Regions from separate parts of the Hordeum vulgare genome. Here region 2 is linked to region 1. A link is a contact called in public Hi-C data. All regions are on one chromosome and are shown on one strand. Each heading gives the region's core, a stretch centred on a gene start, on an enhancer-like site or on the middle of the called end of the contact. The rest is flanking DNA. Distances are from core to core; before and after follow the strand shown.

Region 1 (7,474 bases), core at 2,804-5,303:
AGGCGCAAACGGTCCCGGCTAAGGTAAGGCAGCAGCCGTGGGGTTAAACGTGTGTGAGACCACAAAGGGATGTGATGTGTTACAGGCTGGATTCCTATGGCTTAGGATCGAGGTCCCGACGGCTATTGCTTTCTGCATGTCAATGTATATATTCCTATGACCATGAGATCATGCAACTCACGGACACTAGAGGAATGCCTTGTGTGTATCAAACGTCACAACGTAACTGGGTGATTATAAAGATGCTCTATAGGTATCTCCGAGGGTGTCTGTTGAGTTGGCATGGATCAAGATTGGGATTTGACACTTCGTATGACAGAGAGGTGTCTTGGGGCCCATTCGGTAATACAACATCACAATATGCTTTCAAGCAATGTGACTAAGGAGTTATTCATGAGATATTGTATTACATAACGAGTAAAGAGACTTGTCGGTAATGAGATTGAACTAGGTATGGAGATACCGACGGCCGAATCTCGGTCAAGTAACATACCGATGGACAATGGGAACTACATACTGGATTAGCTGAATCCTTGACATCGTAGTTCAACCAATATAGATATTCGTAGAATATGTAGAAACCAATATGGGTATTCAGGTCCCGCTATTGGTTATTTTCCGTAGAGGTGTCTCGTTCATGTCTGCATAGTTGTCAAACTCGTAGGGTTTGCACACTAAACGTTCGGTGACGATATAGATATAGTTGAGTTAATGTGTTGGTGGCCGAAGGTTGTTTGGAGTCCCGGATGATATCCCGGACATGACGAGTATCTTCAGATGGCCCGGAGGTAAGTATTGATATATGGGAAGTTGCTATTCAAGTTCCGAAAGAGTTTCGGAATGTTACCAGTTTTGTGATGGAGGTTCCGGAAGAATTCCTAGGGGTCCACGTGCCTCGGAGGGCCCCAGTGCCCCACCCAACTTGGGGGCCAAGCCACCTAGGTGGCTGCCGCCCCACCCTAAAAGGAAATACTAGGGCGCCACCCCTCCTCCCTTCCTTCTATATATACTATAGGAGAGGGAGGGCAACCGCACCTGAAAACACCCACGTCAGTGCCCTCCTCTCTCCCTTGTAGTTCCTCTCTCTCGTTCTATCGCGGCACCGCTTGGCGAATCCCTGTCGGTACAGCTCCACCACCATCTCCACCACGTCGTCGTGCTGCCGGAGAACTCAAGCTACTACTTCACCATCGCTCACTGGATGAAGGATTTTAAGGCGTCATCGAGCTGTATGTGTGTCGAACTCGGAGGTGCCGTCCGTTCGGCACTTGATCGGGACGTTCGTGACTGGATCGTGGGACGGATCGTGATTGGGTCGCGAAGACATTCGACTACATCAACCGCTTTTCTTAACACTTTCGCCTAGCGATCTACAAGGGTATGTAGATATACTCCCCCTCTCGTAGATGTTGATCCTCATAGATTGATCTTTGTGAGCGTAGGAACATTTTTGTTTCCCATGCGACGTTCCCCGACATGGGTATCTCAGATCCTACGTAGTGACATGACCAGTGTCAAAATTAATGATGAATTGGGTCCATAGATTCAAAGTTCCAAAGTGGTCTGGCAAGGGGACCAGGTTTCCCCTTTCTTGTTTAATTTGGATGTTTAATGCCGAACAAAAATGGTCCTAGCTGCCCAAAGAAAATTCTTATTCAAGGTTTAGCTCCTGATGTAATTTATGAGGGCGTGTGCGTTATTCAATATGCAGATGATATCGTGTTTTGCTTCTCTCATGATGTGGAGAAGGCACTAAATGTTAACCTGCTCCTCAACCTATTTGAGTTAATGTCGGGCCTAAAACTTAACTTTGATAAAAGTGATGTTTTTACTATTGGGGAGGGGGATAATAATATTGATCAAATTTATGTTGATATGTTTGGTTGTCAAGTTAGTAAACTTCCAATGGAATATTTGGGAGTCCATGTGACATATGCAATGCTGAAAACGGTGGACTAGGACTTCCTTGATGCAAGATTGCTAAAAAGGTTGGCAGCTTGGATTAGTTATATCGCCTCCTCGGGAGCTAGGGTTACTCTTATTAATTCTACCCTTGATGGGATTCCTTCGTACTTTATGTCTATGTTATTTCTTAACAAGACTTCCATAGAAAAAATGAATGTTTGTCATAGACGTTTTTTTGGAGGAAGGGAAAGAAAAAACGGGCTTACCATATGGTCAAGTGGACCAGGGTCTGTCATTCTAAGAACATTGGTGGATTGGGTATTAAAGAACTCCACAAACAGAATGTTAGCCTCCTAGTCAAATGGTGATGGAGACCGAAGTATGGAGATGGCATATGGCAACGCATTGTGCATGCTAGATACTTTAAGCGTAAGACTGTGTCTAATGTTCAAACTAGATTCAATGACTCCCCCTGCTAGAAAGCAGTTATGATGGTAGGATGATCAATATAAATAAGGGGGATCTAGCTAGGGTCTGGCATGATCCATGGACGAGTAATGTTCCCTTGAAAACAACCTATCATGTATTGTTTGAGATTTGTCGTGATCAGGATTGTACTTTGGCAGAATTTGCTAGGAAAAGAAATTGCTTTACAATTCAGACGTGTTCTGTTTTCTCATTTAGATGAACAGTGGGCCAATATTGTCATGACCATCATTTGCTCTAAAAACTTCGTGTGGCAAGGTAGCCTGGAAATTTGAAAAAAAGGGAATTCACCACAAATCAGTATATGAGTGGCTCGAGAGAGATCTGTCGGGGCCTGATTACAAATGGGTATGTAAAGCCGAGGTTCCTTTAAAAATCAAAGTCTTCTTGTGGGAATTGTTCAAAATGTCATCCCTACTACATATAATATGCAGAAAAGAGAATGGCCTGGGAACCCTCTGTGCTCATTCTCTAATGACATGGAACAACTAATCACTTGTTCTTTTGGTGTGCCTTTGCTAGATCAGTTTCGGGTGCCTTTAGGCTAGCACTGAGCGCGCCTTGTTGCCCCTGATACTTGTGGCAAAGTTGGGTTTGTCTCTATAGATACTTACCTGGTGGTAAACAACATTACATGACCATTATTGCTGCTATTTGCCGGGGGATCTGATGCACTCGTAACAAAGTGACATTTGATAATCATGTTGCGCATTTGATAATCATGTTGTGCGATCTCCTCTTGGGGCAGTGTTTACCGAATGTTCTTTTCTCATGTATTGGTCAGGTTTGTTGAAGGGAGTGGAGAGAGAAAATTTCGAGGCTAGGGTTCAGAGGATGGTCCATGTCGCGGTTTCGCTTGCAGATCGTTTGACCTCGCGAGGCAGGCTGGCCCTAGGGGCAAAGCTGGGCGTGAGGGGCCGAACCCTATTCTTTCGATGGTTAATAGATGTCCTCACACGGGTTCGATGCCCGCTAAGTTACTTGCAGTCTCCTTTTGTTGTTGGTTGTTTCCTTATTTGCTAGATGATGTCGTTAAAGCTTTTGAGGCCACGTAGTAGTGTCAATAGGTTTTCGCCTCAGAGTGGATGGTTTGTTTTAGAATCGTTCACAGTGGGGTTCCTATTGATGCTCCAACTCACTCTTCCCTTTCAGTTCCATTTTTTATTGTTAGCTTCTCGGATATAACTGAGACCGGTGTATTTCCGTTAAGCAATTAATAGAAAGGGGTATGAGCCCGGTTGAAGAAAAAAAGGTGCTCATTCTCATACTACACTACGGTGATGTGAGGGATGAGTTCTTTTTTTTGTCAAATTTTGCGAGGTGTTGAAGCAGTGGAGACCGCCTTGCCTTGGTACCACCTCTCGGTGTTTTTGTTTCTAGGTGTTAACTCCGTGTGCTTTATTTTTATTTTCCAACACATAATATGGGACCCAAAAGCTATTGAACGCTCACTGTGGGGCATAACAATTGCGAATGTTTTTTTTATGGAATTCTTTGGAAGTATGTGCCAATTTCTTCAAAAACACATGAAAACTGATGGCAAGGAGAGGATTTTGCTGTGAGAATTGTCGTGTTCGTTTTAAAGAATTGCCATGTTTGAAACACATAAACTACCACGAAAAATGTTCGTTTTACCATGTACACCCAGTGAATGTTCGCTGAATAACATTACCCTATAACTAGCCGAAATGATCTCGTTATACATGAGGAGTTGCTGTCCATTCCTGCCAAACCCATTGTCCCCTTGTCTAACCTCAAAAGGGGTGCAGCTTGCTTAATTGCCTCTTCTTCTGTAGTTCCATCCTCCCCAAGCCCAAGGCAAGCATGGCGCACAACGCGCCGTCCAACTCTCTCATATTCCTCCTGGTCCTAGTCATCATCCAAGCTGCCAGAGGCGCGACGTCGCGTCCATCGCCGGCGCCGGCGGGGTACGTGCCGGTGCGCGCCGTGGTGTACCGATCGGTGGCGCTCCCGGCCGCGACGGTAGCCGCCGCCGGGGACGAGGCGCCGGGCGGCGGAGGAAGGTACGAGCCGTTCCAGCTGTGCATGGGGTGCCGGTGCTGCGCGGCGGCGGCAGGGAGCAGCAGCAGCGCCAGCTCGAGCAGCTCATGCGTGGACACGCGGTGTTGCTACGCCATCGACTGCAACGTCCCCGGCAAGCCCTTCGGCGTCTGCGCCTTCTCCCCCCGCACATGCGGCTGCGGCGCCGGCAGCAACTGCACCACCACCTAGGGCGATCCCCGTCGCTGCCGACCGCCGTTCAGCTAATGACCGGCCTCGTGAGTCGTGAATGATCACCTGCTAGCTGTTTTTGACATACTATTATTTTTACTTCAATTTGGATGGAAAAAGGTTACATCTCACGATTTATTTTTCATTTCCTTGTACCCATTTCAATTCTTTTGAGCACTGTCGAAATATATATTTTTACTCGTTCGTTGAGGGTTGGCAGCTGTCGTGTTTGACTCATTTCACCTGCCTTTTCTGCCGAAGCAAAAATTCCCGTGCTGACTCTGTGGAAAGCATCGCAAGATAGACAGGTACAAGTACCTAACCTTCACTTTCCAAAGCACTGACTCTTGCACGCACCCAAGAAAAAAAAAATGCACTGACTATGACTGTACTTAGGTGCCAACAATAATTGTGCATTTGTCATTTGACGCCAAGTGGCAGAACATATGCACCACATCTCCATCAACCAAATGCCAATAAGCTCAAATCTTTTCCTTTCCTCCCCTTTCCAAAAGGAAGATCAGTGGGGAACAAGAAAATAAGTTCGGTAGTCACGCAACGAAGAATAACCAGCGCGATGAACAAGCGGTCTTGCAATATCACTACATCAGATTTGGACTGGTGCTGCCAGGTCCGTGGACAATACGAACCACACCGCGCAATCAAGGACAAACAATCGTAAGGCTAGTTTTAGGCAAGAGTGGCAGAAAATTAGAGAGTTCATCAGAGATACATTTGTCTGGCTAGAAGAAAAGAGCGCGGTACTCGGTGGCCTCATGAGCCATTTCTTCCATGCTTCTATCTTTTCTTTCGACGTCTAGGTCAAGCTTCTCCTTCATTTCCTTCTCTTTCACCTCAATCTGTTACAAAGCAAAATGGCAAGCTTTACGTGAAAATCAACAAGAAAATAAAACCAGATGGGACAATAATATCAACAGAACACCAACGTCATGTACCGCATCATATATTTCATCGTTCTTCTCAAAATCTCCTTTCTTCCTGGGGATGACGTGGATGTGTACATGGGCAACTGTTTGGCCAGCCTGAGGACCATCCTGACAAGTACAAATAGATGTAATTCAGCAAGCCCTCCTTCTTCCGCCATCGATTATTGTAACTTTGTAAGGTAAAGGTAAACACAGTAACCAAAGGCAAAACCAGAGTGAATGATTCGAGAGCAACTAGCAAACTTCGAGTCTAACATTATATGTCTATCAAATTTAACTTTGTTGTCTACGGGGTGCATGGTGTAATCAAAGGCTAACCCATTCTATTTTGTTGTGTACAGTGTACCACAACAGAAAATCAATAAGGTACACACCAACTAAATAAAATTTGGATACTGAGTTATTCACGAAATAGATATAGACTTCACCTGAATCGCGAATGTGATGGAGGAAGCTTTGTGGTACTGCTCGAGCTTTGCACCAACTTCCTTTGCAATTACCCACAAATCACCAGTCTCATCAGAACTTAGATCAGCAAATCGTTTCACCTCGCGCTTGGGGCACACAAGGACATGTGTGTATTGTTAAGGAAAATGATATATACAATAAAACATGTGTTCTCATCATATGAAACTTTAAACCGTAATAGATGCTGAACTCCAAATGATAAAGGTTGTGAACAGCTGAACAACATGACAAAAACTAAAGCCAATGAGGTACTACCTCAAGTAAAAGTTATATACCATAAGTGCATACTCCCTCCCTCCGGTGAAGAGTCTACGTTTGGCTTTAAAATTTATCCACAAAAGAGTGTACTTTTACCTTCCCAATGCACTTTAAAGTAGAAAAAAATGCTTCTCTCTCATCACACGGTAAACAAGACCAATTCATTCTACACATAGTCTCCTTAATTGTACATGCACTTAGAGGGTGCTTGGATACGTTTTAGTCCCATGACTAAAAGTAGTGGGACTAAAACTTGCTAGCCTCACCCATGCTTGGATCCAAATACTAAAGAGACTAAAATCAAGTTAATGAGCATTTATTATCCTCCAAACCCTCCAATCCAGAACTCGACTGTGTTAAGGGAGAGGAGTTAAATGAGGAGAGAGAGGACTAATCCACATTTTAGTAGGGGTACCCCTGACTAAAAAAAAAATTAGTCTCAATTTTAGCCCCTCTTTAGTCAGGGGTGCTTGGAACTTTGGCCTCTTAAAGAGACTATTTTTAGTCAGACTAAAATAATTCCCTTGGATCCAAGCACCCTCTTAGCTCACTGGGGGTTGGGTAATTAAAGAGATCGAGAGAAGGGGGCTTGCACCTTTCCAATGCATTTTTTACTCCACTTCATAATTTGTCCTAAAATGTCCTATATGTACACTTTTCACCGGACGGAGGGAGTATATTAGTATGAATAGGTTGCCCACTTGAACTAACTGCTGCATAAAATTCTGCGATATTTTCATAAGAAGATGAAGATCAATTAATTGCATGACATGACATTTAATATTATTATTTCTAAAGAATTATTAATGGCAGTTGTGTCAACCACTTTTTATAAGCCACTCACATGAAACCAAATTCTAGCATCGACATCCTTGATATCTGGATTCTATTTACATATCAATGCAAAAGACTAGGAAAATATGCATACAATATATTCTTAAAAAGGAATCAGTCATCCTTTTCTGTTGGAAGTGTCTGGACTGTATCCATGAGTTTTAGTAGGCATAATAAACAAGCAAGTGAATCAAAGTTATTGATGGTATGACAAAACGAGGAGACCCCATCCAGGCATGTCCTCATTAGCATTCTCATAAAGTCTAAATATCGTCTTTGCCAAATCAAAGGATATGACCTGCAGAGTAAGATTGACATAGGTAAATACAAAATAGCAGCCAGAA
Region 2 (7,474 bases), core at 1,451-3,950, 250 kb after region 1:
TGTCGGGATCCAATGAACTGTGAATTTATGATCAGATCTATGAAATTATATCCATGCTTGATTATTATAGACTCATATTTCTTCTCCAATATTTGGGTTTTGTTTGTCCAACTGGATCTTTTTATCTTGCAATGTTAAGAGGTGCTTTGTGATGGTTTTGATCTTGCGGTGCTCAATCTTAGTGACAGAAATAGACATGACACGCATGTATCGTTTCTATTAAGGATAAAACGATGGGGTCTATTCCTATAGAATAGATCTTGTCTACATCAAGTCATCATTCTTAATGCATTCCTTTCATGAGAAATTCCTTCCATATCCATTCGGTGCATTTCAGAGTTGCGTTCTTTTCTCGATCCTCCGAAGGCCATCATTTCACAAGATTTCTTCGTTCTCAGCTTTCAACTTTCATTCTCAAATTCTTCTCAATTTTTGTCTCTTCATTCGTATCTCAATTAGTCTGGTGCCTTATACAAGTTTTCTATTAGCCGGCTCAAGATCTCTTCATTCTCATGAATTCCATTCATTTCTAATAACCCTATATGTTCTAAATTCTTCCGGTGGGTCATGATCTCTTCTTTCTCATGTATCTTCATTCATTCATGGCATTTCCATTCATTTGCAAATTCTTACCGGTGGCTTGTTCAAGCATTCTCTAATCAAATGATGCTCTCTTTGTCCTCATATAGAATAGTTCATTTGTATTATCCTCTTTCGTTCCCAATTCTTACCAGTGTTTCATTGAAGACTTCTTCAGTTTGTGCTCTATCTCTCTCTCCAATCTTTTCAAGAAGAACAAGTGGTGTGCTAAATCCGTTGCTTGTCATCAATTAAACTTGATGAAGGATAAGCATAACATAATTTGTATTCTTGTTTCTTCAAGTGATTTCAATATTTCTTCCAGAGTTGTTCATAATATCTAATTCTTATCCCAAGTGTTCTTATCTTTTCTTTTCCGGAGTTCCAAGTTTTCTCAAGTATCTCTTCATGAAGCTTCATCTAAATCTTTGCAAAGCTTTAATCTTATTCTGTTCAACCTTCATTTCTTTTCATCATTCTTTTGTATATGGAGGCTCTTCATGGTGGTTCGTTAAGGATGTAATTCATCCTCAAGGTGTTCTCCAAGATTCTTGTTGGAGAACATCAAGTGTTCTTTCTCTTGCAGTTCTAAGTGCAATTCATTATATTTTATCTTGTGAGGTGTTGTTATATCATTCTAGACTCACGAGGAGTATCAAAGGGGATTTGTTTCAAGAATGAGATATTTAAACCCACCAAATTCTTTGATCGTGAGATATTTTCAACCCATGATTTCTTCTTTGAGAAATCTTGGATTGGATGTCACCTAAAGCTTTTCCTAAGGACTGTTGCTATTTTGGTGCTTGTCCATGATCCAGTGTTCTCAATATATCCAATTGGGGTAAGAAATTTGCCTCTCTTGTTGCATCCAAGCAATCTTTGTTTTTTTAGTGGCTGGTTTTCACCTCACAATTTGAGATGTTTTCCATAAGCCAACAACAAGCTATTCTTTTTGTTGTTCATTTTCCAATGACTATGTTCTATTCTTCTTGTAAGGATGTTCTTCAATTAGTTGTGGTAGTAGTTGTCATTTTCTTCTCCCTCAAATGATTTAGTTTCTATTCTTTTGTTACAGAGGCTTGTGATGTTGCTCTCTTTCATCCATTATCTTGCTTAGCAAGGCCATGTTCTTTTTATGCTTATCCATTTAATTGGATTGTGTGAATCTTTTCAAGTTCTTTCCATCTTATCAAATTTTGATTTTTTTCTACCAAACTGCTTTCCAAATTTCTTTTGAATCCTTGATTGTTCTTAATATCATTATCAACTCTCTGCGACCTTCAAGATTCATTGGATTCACTCGATTTTCAAGAAGAAACTAAGTTTTACCTCTTCCTTTCCTCTTCCTCTTCCCTTTTAATTCTTAGATCTCGGGTTGAGATCTCTTGCTAGTGGAGGAGAGTTGTAAGCGCCTAGAACCGACGGTCCAGAAGATTCCCCTTTTATTCCATTGTCATCGTGTGATTTAATTGGTTGTCACTTTCATCAATGCATCATCCACATTGCATCAACACTCTGTTGTCGTCATTCATTCAAAAACTTGCTTTCGTTGTTAGTTATTGGTTCTCTCTGTTTTTGTCGTTGATGGTTTCGAGACCAAACACATGCACGCACCCGTGGCATTGTTAAAATATTATTTTTGTGTATAAAACTTTCTTGGGTTGGGTTGAAAGTTGGTGTGCGGTCTTTTTATAGTATAGGTAAACCGCGTGCCAAATATCATCGCAATCGGAGTTCGTTTGATACCCCAACAGTTAAGTCTAGCAGCACCGTCATCGGTTTAAATATTGGACGATTTTCAGTTTTATAAACTTGTGTCACGGGCCGCATTCTTCCTCTCTTCTTCTCTCAGTACAAACACCCCTACACAACCCACCTAGCCCAACCTACCCTATCCTGCCATCGAAGTCGTCTGATTGTGATCGAATGGTCCGAATCAGGCAAAATCAGCTAAACCTAGCCCCCCTTGCTTTATATGGACATCTAGCCCTGCCCAACATGGAAACCCTAGTCTCCTCATTGAATTCCCCATGCAACTACTGCTTGGCGCCACAGCCTCCCACTTTCCTCTCCTCCCTCGTCCCATCCATCAGGGCCCGCCAAAGCCCATCGCGTCCCACCCCCGGGCCCAAACCAGGCCGTCGCCGCCCACAGCCTCGTGCCGCGCCGCGACACACCCTGCTCTGAGCAAGCCCTGCCTGCCCTCGCGCCAGCCTCCGAAGGACCCCACCTTCTCCTCTCCGCCGCCGCTCGCCCCCTCGCGCAGGCCTCGCTCCGCGCCGTCGCGCGCCGCCGCTGGCCGCCCTGCCACATCCACGCCGCCCGCCGCTGCACCACCATCGGAGCCTCTCGACCCGCTGCACCCCGCCACCTGGGCCTCGCCGCGATCTCGGATTCGGCGGGATCCGGCCGGAGAAGGCCCCCGCTGCGTGGATCTGGTCGTCCACAGCACCCTCGATCTGGTCCCGCCACTACGAGGAGCCCCGTCGCCCGCCGCCGTCGTAGTTTGTCTCCGCGCAAGGAGGACGACAGGTCGACCAGACGCCTGAGCTGCTTGCCCGTTCGCCAGCGCCCATGTGGGCCTGCTCCAGTGCGCCCGGCCAGGCCCAGCAGTGCCCCCAACCAATTCCCAGCTCGCCTCGCCCGTGTGGACCGCGACCTCACCCAGCAACAAGCCCAATCCCGCATCGAGCCGGGTCGTGAGGCCTCTGGTGAACGCCGCTCGCTAAATCCCGCCCAATGCACGTTATAGATATGTCGCGCTTGCCTTTGTTTAGGCCTAGTAATAGATCCGACCCGTAGTTGATTTTTTAGTCTGCGAATTTGTCCAATTTTAAGGGAATTTGATAATTACAGAAATTGCATCATTTTAAAATGTTAATAACTATTTAACACCGCATCGGATTAAAATAAATCAGATATGTAGAATGTGTAGAATTTTGTGTAGAATAATAATTTCCAACTTTGATGCATGTTTCAAAATGTTTAACCTGCTGTTTGCTTTGATTTGCATGATGACAATTTAAAATGATTTAATTTGTAGCAAATTAAACGTGAAATGGATTTAAAAACTTCATACATGTAAGATGCATAGAATTCTGTGTAGTTTCACAATATCTCACTTTCGTCCATGTTTAAAATGTTTAATTTGTTGTTTTTAGTAAAATTGCCTAACAAAACTCTAAAATAGTTTGTCTCATAATTAATTAACCGTATCTCTGATTAAAATGATCCACATATGTAACTTGGCTAGAAAATTGCGTAGAATGACATGATGATATTTGTTTTGCTGCTTAACAATTCTAAAATTATGTATAGGAATCATAATTTGCATATTGGGATTTTTTTCAGAATTATTGTTCGTTGTTCCGGCCTCATTTAAACTTGAATTTATTGAAGTTTCATAATATCTTGTGCATCCATGATCTAACATGTTGTGGCTGTCATTTGCATGCATTTTGCATTCATGGCATATCATCTTGTGTGGCTCATATCTTTTAGACCGTAACTCTGTTTCAAATAATCTATATATGTAAATCGACTAGAATGACGTGTAGAATCACATGATCCACTTTATTTTGCTGTTTAATAAATATAAAATATGTTTAGAACAGATACAGACTAATTTCGAAATTAACATGTGGGGTTATTTTGGAAATGCTATATGTAATTTCTGACCTCATTTAAAATGCCTAGCTTGTGTAGTTTCTTTATGCTTCACCTCTTTCCATGTTTAACAACATTTAATATTGCTGTGTACCTAACGGGAGTGAACTAAGTAATCCAAATATGGAGTTTCGCCAATATGCAACTCGTTGCAAATTGAGCTTCATTTAATGTATAGTAACAAATTATTCTGATTTGCCATGCCTTGCATAACTAAATCGGGCATGCATCATACGTGCTTGTGCATCATGTCATGCATATGTTGTGGTATTTATTGTGTGCTGATTATTATTTCTGGATTGTTTCTTCTCGATATAGTTCTGCAAGCATGTCGGAGTGTGAGGATTCGTTCGACTACGTTAGTTCGTCTACATCATGGATTCAGTCTTCTTCCAAGTAGGATCATAGGCAAGATGATCATTTTCGTAGATACCATTACTATCATTGCCATGCTAGTTGCCTCGTTTGTATCACTATGTCTCGCTGCCTATCACTTAAATGTCAACCTACCAACATTGCCATGAAAGCCTCTAACCTCTCCACATCCTAGCAAACCACTGTTTGGCTATATACGGCTCGCTCAACCTTCTTATAGAGTTGCTAGTTGCAGGTGCAGTTGCTTCCATGTGAAAACATAGGTTTCTTGTTATATCATCATATTATTGCTATTTAATTTAGTGCACCTATATACCTGGTAAAAGGTGGAAGGCTTGGCCTTCTAGCCTAGTGTTCAGTTCCATCTTTGCCACCTTAGTTCCTCTACCGGTGTTATGTTCCACAATTTTGCGCTCCTAACATGCTTGGGTTGTTATGGGGACCCCTTGATTTTTCTTTTGTGATAAAACTTGTCTGGCAAGGCCCAACATTGGTACTATATTTTCCTAATAACTAATGAACTGCATAGGGAGTAATTAACCCGTGGATAATTAATGAACCCAGGACCAATGCTCCTCAAGAGTGTTGGTCCACCTACCTAGTAGTCGGCGGTACCACCTCGGGAAACTCGAGGCATTTTCTGGCTATCGTCCACTTTGCATAGACGGTTGACGCCCGTAGAAAGAGAGTGAGCGTCTCTAGATGCGGATCTGGCTCACCGGGTGGCTTTGCTGGACTTGTTTTACTCTTCTCGAACGTCTCGTGCAAGGGATTCCGAGTATACTATGGGCTATTTCAAGGTTGAGGTGTTCCACAAGGAAGCCAAGGAGATCACGGGGTTTCCGTGGTTGAGGCTTCCGATGTAGCGTGTGGTACTTTGTGATGGACTTGTTGGAGCACCCCTGCACGGTTAAATCTTTCTCAGAGCCGTGCCCACGGTTATGTGTCAACTTGGAAAAAAAAATTAACATCCGATTCTAGATAACTTGAAGTAAACTTCATTAAAATATGCCAATTGTGTAGGTAACCGTGTATGTCTATTCTCGTGAGTTCTGCATCCGAAAGAGGACACAATGGGGTTATGTTTGACGTAAGTAGGTGTTCAGTATCACTTCGAGATCATTATTAGTTCACGTCCGTTATACGTAGATCACACCCCTCTTATTCTTTTACTCGTAAGTAAGCCACCTCAAATAAATGCTTAGTTGCTTGCTACAGCCTCGCCACTTAACCATACCTCACCCATTAAGCTTTGCTAGTCTTGATACCTTTGGAAATGAGATTGCTGAGTCCGTGTGGCTCACATATTACTACCACAATAGCTGCAGGTATAGGTAATGTTGGAAATATGCCATAGTGGCAATAATAAAAATTTTATTGTTATATTTCCTTATTCATGATAGTTGTTTATTATCCATGCTAGAACTGTATTGGTTGGGAACTCAAATACATGTGTGGATACATAGACAACACACTGTCCCTAGTGAACCTCTAATGGACTAGCTCGTTGATCAACGATGGTCAAGGTTTCCTGACCATAGACAAGAGTTGTCATTTGATAACGGGATCACATCGTTAGGAGAATGATGTGATTTACAAGACCCAAACTATGAACATAGCATGTGATCGTGTTAGTTTGTTGCTACTGTTTTCTACATGTCAAGTATCTGTTCCTATGACCATGAGATCATGCAACTCCAGGACACCGGAGGAATTTATTGTGTGTATCAAACATCACAACGTAACTTGGTGACTCTACAGGTATCTCCTAGGGTGTCTGTTGGGTTGGCGTGAATCGAGACTGGGATTTGTCACTTCATATGACGAAGAGGTATCTCTAGGGCCCACTCGGTAATACAACATCACAAGAAGCTTGCAAGCAATGTGACTAAGGAGTTAGTCACAAGATCTTGTATTACAGAATGAGTCAAGAGACTTGCCGGTAACGAGATTGAACTACGTATAAAGATACCAATGATCGAATCTCGGGCAAGTAACATATCGATAGAAAAACAGAATAATATACGAGATTGATTGAATCCTTCACATCATGATTCGACTGATCAAGATCTTTGTAGAATATGTAGGAGCCAATATGGACATCCAGGTCCAGCTATTGGTTATTGGCTGGAGAGTGTCTCAGTCATGTCTGCATAGTTCTCGAAGCCATAGGGTATGCACACTTAAGGTTTGGTGACAATTTGGTATTAATGAGTTATGTGTGGTAGTAACTGAAAGTTATTTGGAGTCCTGTATGAGATCCCGGACGTCGCGAGGAGCTCCGAAATGGTCCGGAGGTAAAGATTTATATACGGGAAGTCATATTTTGGCTACCGGAAAAGTTTTGGTTTTTGTTGGTATTGTATCAGGAAGCTTCTAGAAGGTTCCAAAAACTTCTGGAGGAATACGGAAGTCCACCAAGGGTTCCACCATGTCCCAAGGGTATGCATGGGTTGAGGGGAGATGTTTTGGCCTTATTGGGCCAAGCGCACGAGTTCCTCAAGGCCCATGCAATTGGGAAAGGTGGAAAGCCCACCTTTGTATGGAAGGGAAGGAAGGGGACTATGATTCCACCTCCTCCCCCCTTGACTGCACCCTAGGTCTTTAAGAGGTTGTTCCCCATGCCCCTCCACCTATATATAGAGAGGATGGGGCACCCCAAGAGGATACATGAATCCCTTGGCGCCACTCTCTCTCCCTAGATCGATTTCTCCTCTAGTTTTTCGGTAGTGCTTAGGTCAAGCTCTGCAGGGACAGCACCACCACCACCACCACCACGTCGTCACACTGCCAGGGAATTCATCTACCACTCCACCCTCTCTTGCTGGATTGAGGAGGCAAATACGTCATCGAG

Evidence for each region. A called contact is a pair of places that touch in the nucleus more often than the background predicts.
Region 2: a contact with region 1 is called in a Hi-C map of seedling, with 3 times the contacts expected there. The contact joins the enhancer-like site here to the promoter of LOC123448114 in region 1. A contact is called at or near these places in 5 of 6 Hi-C or Micro-C datasets (leaf and seedling).

The regions. Positions count from the first base shown.
Region 1 is chr4H:126,731,788-126,739,261 of MorexV3_pseudomolecules_assembly, forward strand. LOC123448114 reads left to right here and starts at 4,054. Exons shown (of 1, transcript XM_045124889.1): 1 at 4,054-4,833. The coding sequence starts at 4,216. The coding sequence ends at 4,623. It overlaps LOC123448113 (bifunctional bis(5'-adenosyl)-triphosphatase/adenylylsulfatase FHIT), which reads right to left. Exons shown (of 4, transcript XM_045124888.1): 2 at 5,999-6,145; 3 at 5,580-5,666; 4 at 5,101-5,483. The coding sequence ends at 5,367.
Region 2 is chr4H:126,978,356-126,985,829 of MorexV3_pseudomolecules_assembly, forward strand. No RefSeq gene overlaps it. Among protein-coding and RNA genes, the nearest start is that of LOC123446240, 210 kb to the right of the region's middle. Within about 2 kb of position 2,701, at least 3 of the 3 cell types and tissues checked have open chromatin away from gene starts, as enhancers often do. A contact at or near this core is called in leaf and seedling, where this site is marked.